2 separate regions of the Mus musculus genome follow, and region 2 is linked to region 1. A link is a contact called in public Hi-C data. All regions are on one chromosome and are shown on one strand. The core of a region is the stretch at or near the end of the contact, and the rest is flanking DNA. Distances in the headings are between cores, read along the strand shown.

The links. A called contact is a pair of places that touch in the nucleus more often than the background predicts.
Region 2: a contact with region 1 is called in a Hi-C map of liver, with 2.6 times the contacts expected there. The contact joins the enhancer-like site here to the promoter of Acod1 in region 1. A contact is called at or near these places in 10 of 39 promoter capture datasets (the C10 cell line, the HPC-7 cell line, embryonic stem cells and 6 more), 3 of 15 datasets of contacts at CTCF or cohesin (the G1E-ER4 cell line, large pre-B cells and stem cell-derived epiblast-like cells), 66 of 484 Hi-C or Micro-C datasets (the AML12 cell line, the Ba/F3 cell line, CD4 T cells and 38 more), 14 of 115 datasets of contacts at active chromatin or transcription factors (CD8 T cells, the NIH/3T3 cell line, bone marrow-derived macrophages and 9 more) and 2 of 9 other capture datasets (embryonic stem cells and liver).

The regions. Positions count from the first base shown.
Region 1 is chr14:103,044,247-103,048,602 of GRCm38.p6, forward strand. Acod1 (aconitate decarboxylase 1) reads left to right here and starts at 2,766. Exons shown (of 5, transcript NM_008392.1): 1 at 2,766-2,833. The coding sequence starts at 2,822. Gm41235 (predicted gene, 41235) reads right to left here. Exons shown (of 4, transcript NR_168885.1): 2 at 3,718-3,840; 3 at 1,980-2,011; 4 at 1-1,307.
Region 2 is chr14:103,474,585-103,478,824 of GRCm38.p6, forward strand. The region is part of intron 2 of Gm34907 (a long non-coding RNA gene); the gene reads left to right. Among named protein-coding and RNA genes, the nearest start is that of Gm34907, 13 kb to the left of the region's middle. Within about 2 kb of position 2,922, at least 94 of the 459 cell types and tissues checked have an H3K27ac peak or open chromatin away from gene starts, as enhancers often do. A contact at or near this core is called in CD8 T cells, Th1 cells, Th2 cells and 9 more, where this site is marked.

The sequences.
Region 1 (4,356 bases), core at 1,516-4,015:
TTTTGGCCATGTGCCATTTGGAAGAAAGACAGAAGAAAATAAAATGCAAGGGTCTGTGCCCAACACCTGTTTGGTCAGGACTCCTCCTAGTAACAGCCTGGTGTCACTCATACCAGAAAACTCCAGTTCCTTCAGAACCTTACCATAGCCCTTCATGATGGGTAGCAGATATCTATGAAAGGAAACTCAAGAGAAACAAGATCAATATTCCTAGCAGGGGAATTGATCAGACTGACATCTGACACCGGAAACTGGCAGCTGTGCCATTCACTTTAAAACTGCTTACAGAGTCCTGGTATTTTGCTCCAAAGAGGTACAATGAAGCATAAAGCGTGGATGCTCTGAACAACAGAAGCATGACAAAGTCCATCTCTCCCTCGGCATTCCAAAACTGTTCTATTGATTGCAGTGATTCCTGTTGACTTCCCATAGGCTCCCACCATTGAATTTTTGTTGAATTCCCAGCCAGTTAACAGTTGAGATAGTTAATTCTCCGGTATCAGGTTCTTGCACATCTTCCAATAATGAAGTCAGTAGACAGCAAAGGGAAATTTAGAAAACCATATTTGCCACGTTGAAACAATTCAAAGAGGACAGTCAAGACTCAAACACATCCTCTGAGATCCTTGCCAGTGGCAGGATGCCAACCAAGATTCAGTGTCAGGGCTGCAGCTCTATGCTCTCAGCAGTCTTCAGGGTACAAATTAAGAAAGATTGTGGGAGTTACAGTTGCATGTCCTCAACAGGCCTCAGGGTGCCTAGCCCATAAGTTACAAGTGTTACAGCCCTGTGATCTCACCAGGCTTCAGGGGGACACACAAAAACTGTTGGTAAGTATTACAGTTTGAACGCTGTTAGGGGCTTTGGAGTGCTAGCCAATAGCAATCCCTGGCAGAACAATTCTGCAGAGTGATCATTGACAGGGGTAACAAGCCTAGCATACCTCCTGTCTCTGGCAGGTCTTGAAGGCTTGAGTTGCAAATCTCTGCAAGTCTCTGAAGCAATGAATCTTGGGTAGTCCAAGTAGTTGCATGAATGAATTACCTTCTGAATTCAAAATATGAAGCTTTGTGGACTGAAGGAAGATGAGTCCCCCAACCTGCAGCTGCAGAAAGAGCCTGTAGACTGCTCTGAGCACATTCTCTGCCCGGGACAGAAGCCTCCAGTGTGGCAAGACTCTTAACTAGTCTGTCTCCTCTCTGAAAACTTAAAGGCATTCTTCTTTCTCAGGAGAAAGTCTGGGAGCCAAGCTCCTGGTCAGACAGGGATCCAGCTGAGAGCAGGACTTCATCTTTAGGCCTCTTCTTCTGCAAAAAAGGGGAACATGTGAGGGCCAGGACACAGGTCAGAACCAGAAGACTTCAGAGAGTCAGAATCCTGCCTGCCTGGGTGCCTGGTTCTGAAGTCCTCCTCCTCCTCCTCCTCCTCCTCCTCCTCCTCCTCCTCCTCCTCCTCTTCCTCCTCCTCCTTCTTTCTCTCTCTCTCTCTCTCTCTCTCTCTCTCTCTCTCTCTCTCTCTCTCTCTCTCTCTCTCTCTCTTCTCCAAGGAATAATCTGTGAAGGATGATTTTCCAGAGTTCTCCTCTATTACACTCAACCAGGTGGTCTCTGATTAGCCAAATGTGTGTACTTGGCATGTGTGTGTGTGTGTGTGTGTGTGTGTGTGTGTGTGTGTGTGTACATGTGTCTGTGTGGTGTGTATTTAGATATTTTTAATTAATTTTTTGAGATTTTAATTTATTTATTTATGTATTTACAACATTTCCACCCCTCCTCCTTCTCTTCTTTTAACTCTGGCCACCATTCCTCACAAATTCATGGCCTCTTCTTTAGTTATCACACACACACACACACACACACACACACACACACACGTGTGCACACATATGTACACGTACTTTCTCAACTGTCTCTGAGCCTTAGGTGTAGGGGTTTCATTGTTGGTATATCAGTTAGGTCTGGGCACCCATGCTCACTTACTCGTTATAGATAGTTGTAGTAGTCGTCTCCATCTACAATAAAAAGAAGCATCGTTGATGAGGGGCAGAGCTACACTTATCTGTGCGTGAGTAAGTATTTAGAATGCAGCTAGGTTTAGGGAACTGGCAGTGGTAGGCTCTCCTCTAGGATTCATAACCTTTAGGTTATGGCACATTTAGTGACTTCGTTAGTTACCTCTGGGTTATCGCCTCTGAAATTATGATGTGATTGGTGGCTTTGTTCACAGTACCAGTCATGGATTTCCTTCTGGTAAGCAGGCTCTAAGTCCAATAAGAACCAGTCAGGGTTTTTGTTTTTTGTTTTTTTCATCATTCCCAGAAGCTGTTTCATGGTTGGTTGGTGACAATGGGCTGTCTGTGAGAAGGCTGCTCTGAGTGACTCCTTGCCTTTCCAGATCTGGGGGCTTTTCTTCCTCTGTCATAGTCTTGCTATTTCCTTGTGATAAGTCTTCAAGAGTGGGATGCCCAGTAAAGAGAGTGTGCACTCTTCTCACCTATGGCCCCTAGCTGGGACAGGCCATCCCTCTGTAATTATAACTTAGTTTTTCTTATGTCTGTGAGGAATCATCAGATTATGGCCGCTGTAACACCTCCTCTCATCAGCCCTACATCTATAAGGGAGCTCTACACAACACAACAAAGGAAGTTTAAGTGAGGTCATTGGGGAGGTGTTGAAATGGTGGAAATTCCATGGTTGAAACAAAAGTGAAAGGGACAGACCTGGAGGGAGTGACTGTGTATAAAGGCACACGTCCACTAAAGGCCCCCAGCCAGCAACTACTCCTGCCATCCACTCCTGAGCCAGTTACCCTCCAGAGCAACATGATGCTCAAGGTATCGTAGCACTTGATGGCGCTTGCCTAAACTGCCTTCCTGGCTTGATTCTTCCTTTCTCAATCAGTTGGTCTTTTGCTAGCTATCTGCTCTGCTGCAGAAAGGACATCTTAGCTTTGCTTATGGTCTCTGAGCTGCCTGATTTAGCTATCTGTTGGCTTTCATCAGTATTTGACAGACAATGCCCATGATCCCATTGCTTCCTCCTAGCAAGAGAGTTAGGCCTGGTAAGTTCACTGAACCTCCACCTCTTGGTTTTGTGTGTGTCCTCTGTGGGACAGGAGCACATCTGTGATGGGAGCACAGGGGCACATCTGTAATTATCTATTTGCTCTCATGTACCCTGTAGTCCCCTGGCAGGTTTTTTAAGTTGGATGGCCTCATTTACTGGTTTGGCAGTTTAGAGAACAGTGCACAGGGAACTTGCCAGGGCTCCTGACACTTATTATAAAACGAATGACTCCATACTCCGCTTTAATCTATACATTAGTCACAGGAGCTTACTAAAAAGATAGACAAGTGCCCCTATAAAGTCAAGCACGCCAGCAAGACATTTGACTTGTAGATGAAGGATGACTCACAGGAATCTGAGTGGAGCTATTGTCCCCCTTATGATCTCTCCCTCCATGGTCAGGGAGGGCGGCTTGTTCTTTGGCTCTCAGATCGTGTTCAGCACTATCAGGTCAGGGGAGCCCAGTGGTCTGTCGTAAATCACATAAGCAGTGCCAGCCCGATGCCTTGAGATCTATGCTGCTGTTCCTCATCTGCTATTCATCAAATGTTTAACTGGTACTTGGAAATCAAGCCAGCTGATTATTATTGAGTCCATTCTTTTCCCTCCTTCCCTCCTCTTCTGCATATAAAATGCTTGTCAAAATACTTACCAGTAGGAAAAACAGCATCATTGTCTTCCTCGGCCCTAAACAGAAACATCCACAGCAATATCTGTTTGCTCTCCAGGCTGGCTCGGCTCCCGCTTTCTCCTACTGCAAGCTCTCTTGGTTTTTCTGTCAAAGTTTTACAAATGTAACAAATGTTCCATTCTCTTGAAAATGACAGTCGTTATATGACCTATAAATCTGAAGACTCTAAGGATAGGGCTATGGCTGAGACAGGAGAATTGTCCAAAGTTCAAAGCCAGCCTGAGCTACATAGTGAGTCCAGTTTAGCCAGGGCCACACAGAAAGACCCTGCCTCAGAAAGAAAAAGAAAAGAAGAGAAAAAAGGGCTGGTGGGTAGAAGGTGGAAGATTTTCCTGTAGATGAGGGTTCTAGTCTCTGTCTCTACTTTGGCAGTAAGTCCATCGTGAGAGACTTTAGACCCTTCAGATTCTCCAATCTGACACGTCTTCTAGCTATTATTTGTAAATGGGCAATGTTACAGTCAGAGATGGAGAGGAAGTTAGGCAATAATGTGATTATCAAATGTGGAAAGGAAAATTACTTAATAGTTCACTAAGGAACTCCAAGTCAGGTATGTGGTGGAAGCCCCTTCCAGTTGGCTATTTTTAAATCATATTTTCC
Region 2 (4,240 bases), core at 1,672-4,171, 430 kb after region 1:
TCATACTGTTTATGGTTATGTTTGGGTTGGTTAATGGTCAAACACAGCTTGAGAAGGGAACAGGGCATTAGGCAAACGCTGAGTAACCTATCTTTTGCTTACCTGACTCAGAATTCACAGCTGTATAATTTGTGGTATTTTTTCTCCTTTGGCAAATGACTTTGATCAATGAAGTCAAATGGAAAGAGCCAGCGTGGGGGCCTGGCAACCCGCGGGTGACAATGACAGTCATTCAGGGCTGGAAACAGTGTCTGAGTTCATCATTCCACACATGTGGAGAATGAACTTCAAGAAGCTGTGGGAGTCAATGAGGTTATCGCCTGGGAGGATTAGGAGGCTGTGTTTGCTCTTCTGCTCTGAGGACAGAACCTTTAATATGTGGTAATGGTAACAGGAAGAAAACTATTCTCAGCTCATGGAGAAGGGACTTCCCGGCGATTTAAATCAGGCCTTGTCTCCTAGTGTCCTGCCCTTTCTCCGTTTTCCTAAAGCTGGGTCCTGTTTCTGAGAATCAGTGAGAAATATGAGAAAAAGAGTAAAATGATTAAATTATACTTTGAGAAGTTAGTTAATCTAGAGGGAATAGCCTTCATGACTATGGTGGGTTAAGAATAGTGCACACTTTAAATATGTTTATCACTGCACTTTAATTAACCCAAGTTGGGCTTAGCAACTGAGTCTTTTTTTTTTTTTTCTCTTCTTCTTTTTTTTTTTTGACTTGCATGGGGAATCTATCATGTGTTTGATTCTACTCTGTACTTCCAGAGCACTACCATTTGCTTTTCTACGAAGTGACTGAGCTTCCATAGGCGAAAGTTTTGCTTGAGCTCCTGTTGCTGATGCTGTATTGGGTCCTGTGCACTTAATGCTCGCTGGCTCCTGAGAGTCCTTGTGCTCTAAACCGCAGTGCAAACTGCATGGCAAGCAACAGACCATGACCCTGTCTGTCTCTCACGGCTCTGGAGACAGACAGGGTCATGGTCACGGTGCTGGCTTATTTGTTGTCTGACAGATAAGTGTCTGTGTGGTTCATTGGTGGCCACCTTCCTGCTACATACTCACATGGCAGAAGGAACAAGGGATTCATTTTTAAAGGACACCATTAACATTTGTCTCCGAGCAGACAAATCTACATGGGATTGCACGGATAATCTTGATATTGCCTGATAGCTAAACACAAGCAAACCTTAACTTAGATTGTTTTTCGTAAATGCCTATGTTAAAGAAAAATGAAAACGTAGCCAGATGTGGTGGGGAATGTCTTTCATCTCAGCATTCAAGGCAGAGACAGGAGGACTCTGAGTTCAAGGCCAACATGGTCTACGGAGCAAGTTCTCTGACTTTGTCTCTGTCTGTCTCTGTCTCTATCTCTGTGTGTGTGTGTGTGTGTGTGCGCGCGCGCGTGTGTGTGCCCATGCTTTATATGTTTACTGCTTTGATAGAAATGTACCATGATTAGCAATTTGAAGTAATTATAGTTGGAGAGAGTAAGCATGAATATATGAAAAGTTAAGTAAAATATTTTGCCAAGAAGCCTCACAGAATACATTATGTTTTGAGGAAATTTTTAAATAATAGCTTCTGATCTTGAAAAATCTGGCTCACAGCCAGGCAGTGGTGGCACACGCCTTTAATCCCAGCACTTGGGAGGCAGAGGCAGGTGGATTTCTGAGTTCGAGGCCAGCCTGGACTACAGAGTGAATTCCAGGACAGCCAGGGCTACACAGAGAAACCCTGTCTCGAAAAACCAAAAAAAAAAAAAAAAAAAAAAAATCTGGCTCCCAACCCATTGTACTTAATTTCTGCACGAGAAGCTTCATGTCTGGTTTTGGTTATGAGAAGCTTGAAGAGATAATGTAGAGTGAGGCACAGAGGTGTTAGACTACATAAGATAAGAAAGCAGAAAGAATCACAAAGGAACTCACACAATATGTACTCACTGATAAGTGGATATTAGCCCAAAACCTAGGATACCCAAGATATAAGATACAATTTCCTAAACACATGAAACTCAAGAAAAATGAAGACTGAAGTGTGGACACTATGCCCCTCCTTAGAAGTGGGAACAAAACACCCATGGAAGGAGGGAGTTACAGAGACAAAGTTTGGAGCTGAGATGAAAGGATGGACCATGTAGAGACTGCCATATCCAGGGATCCACCTCATAATCAGCATCCAAACGCTGACACCATTGCATACACTAGCAAGATTTTATTGAAAGGACCCAGATGTAGCTGTCTCTTGTGAGACTATGCCGGGGCCTAGCAAACACAGAAGTAGATGCTCACAGTCAACTACTGGATGGATCACAGGGCTCCCAATGGAGGAGCTAGAGAAAGTAGCCAAGGAGCTAAAGGGATCTGCAACCCTATAGATGGAACAACATTATGAACTAACCAGTACCCCGGAGCTCTTGACTCTAGCTGCATATGTATCAAAAGATGGCCTAGTCGGCCATCACTGGAAAGAGTTTCTCATTGGACATGCAAACTTTATATGCCCCAGTACAGGGGAATGCCAGGGCCAAAAAGGGGGAGTGGGTGGGTAGGGGAGTGGGGGTGGGTGGGTATGGGGGACTTTTGGTATAGCATTGGAAATGTAAATGAGCTAAATACCTAATAAAAAATGGAAAAAAAAAGAAAGCAGAAAGAAGGCCTGTCTAAAGAAGGAAGGGGAGCAAGGAGCAGGGAGGAGGCCAGCAGGGAGAGGACAGGGAGGAGGATGAGTGTGTGTGCGTGAAGGTACCACACTACCACAGTGAGACCCATGATGTCGTGTGCTGACCTAACATTTTAATCACAAACTAAACAAGAAGATTAAAAAAAAAAAAAAAAAAAAGAGGAAACCCAGCTCAAGTTGAAATTGAAAGTGAAGGTGTGTGTGTATGTCTGTGTCTGTGTGTGCAAACCACACCCACTTCTGTCTGCATTTAGCACCACCCATCTCTCTCTAGGCCTGCAGTGCAGGAGATGCAGACAGTTTCGTTAAGTTGTACCTTACAACCAAGCCTCAAAGCCCATCTCTGTTTGGGAAATGTTTTCCTTGGGATGCCATGCTATCTGTTCACCTCTCCACACCCTTGCTATTAGAGCCTGGAGCTGGGCTGAGGGCTAGGTCCACCTGTTCTGCACACTGGGCATTGAGCGTGTATTTGAACACTCGGGAGTGGTGTACCAGGCACCTCCTGGAGACATTAGTGCCCATATCTCCAGCAGCAGGGGCTAGTATTCACGGTCCCTGACTGTGCTGCGATGGTTCATGTTAGGAGCTGCTTTCGAATAGCTTTGCTCAATAAATCCTATTGTTTGATTCTGGGAATTGGTTATGACTGCAACATTGATAAATAGACTTCTTAAGTCTTTTGAGTGTTTATGTGAAATTCCCAGCATTTAAAAAATAATTTCTGTATCTTCTTTAACAACTCAAGGTCAGTTTCTTTTCTAGGCATCTAGAAAATCCTGTTTAAAAAGTAGGTTAAGCGGAACAGACTCACAGAAAAAATATGGGGAACTAGAGTTTGCTGTGTTTTGTTAGAAACTAAAGGGAAGTGAAAACCAAGCTGTTGTTTTTGTCCACGAGGACATTCTCATACAAGTCTGTACTGCTTGCTGAGCATCTTCCCCTGCTCCTGCCCTTTTCTTCTCTCTCCTCCCCACATTAGCCACTTTGTTCCCCTGTACAGTTTCACTTCAATTTTCATGTCATATGTATACACATATATATGTGTGTGTATCCTCACTTACTAATGTATATATACTATATATGTTAGTATATTAGCATGTACTATTATACTATATACTAATATGGTATGTTAATATATACCTATACTAATATTACTGTATACTACTATATATGTGTATATATACTCACTAATTTATATATATATATATATACATATATCTATACTAACATATATAGTGTATATGTATATACACTATATATGTTAGTATACTAGCATAGACTATTATACTGTATACTATATACTAATATGGTATATTAGTATATACTATATACTAATTTACTAAATACTACTATATAGTATACATACACACACACACAAACACACACACACACATACATACATCAAGACCACAAATAAAAGAAAACTTAATATTTATCATTCCAAGACTGGCTTAATTTACTTTATATTAGTAGTTTCAGTTGTACATGCTTTCCTGCAAATAACATAGCTTTTATCTTCTTTATGGCTAGGGAAATCCCATGGTATAACTCTACCTTG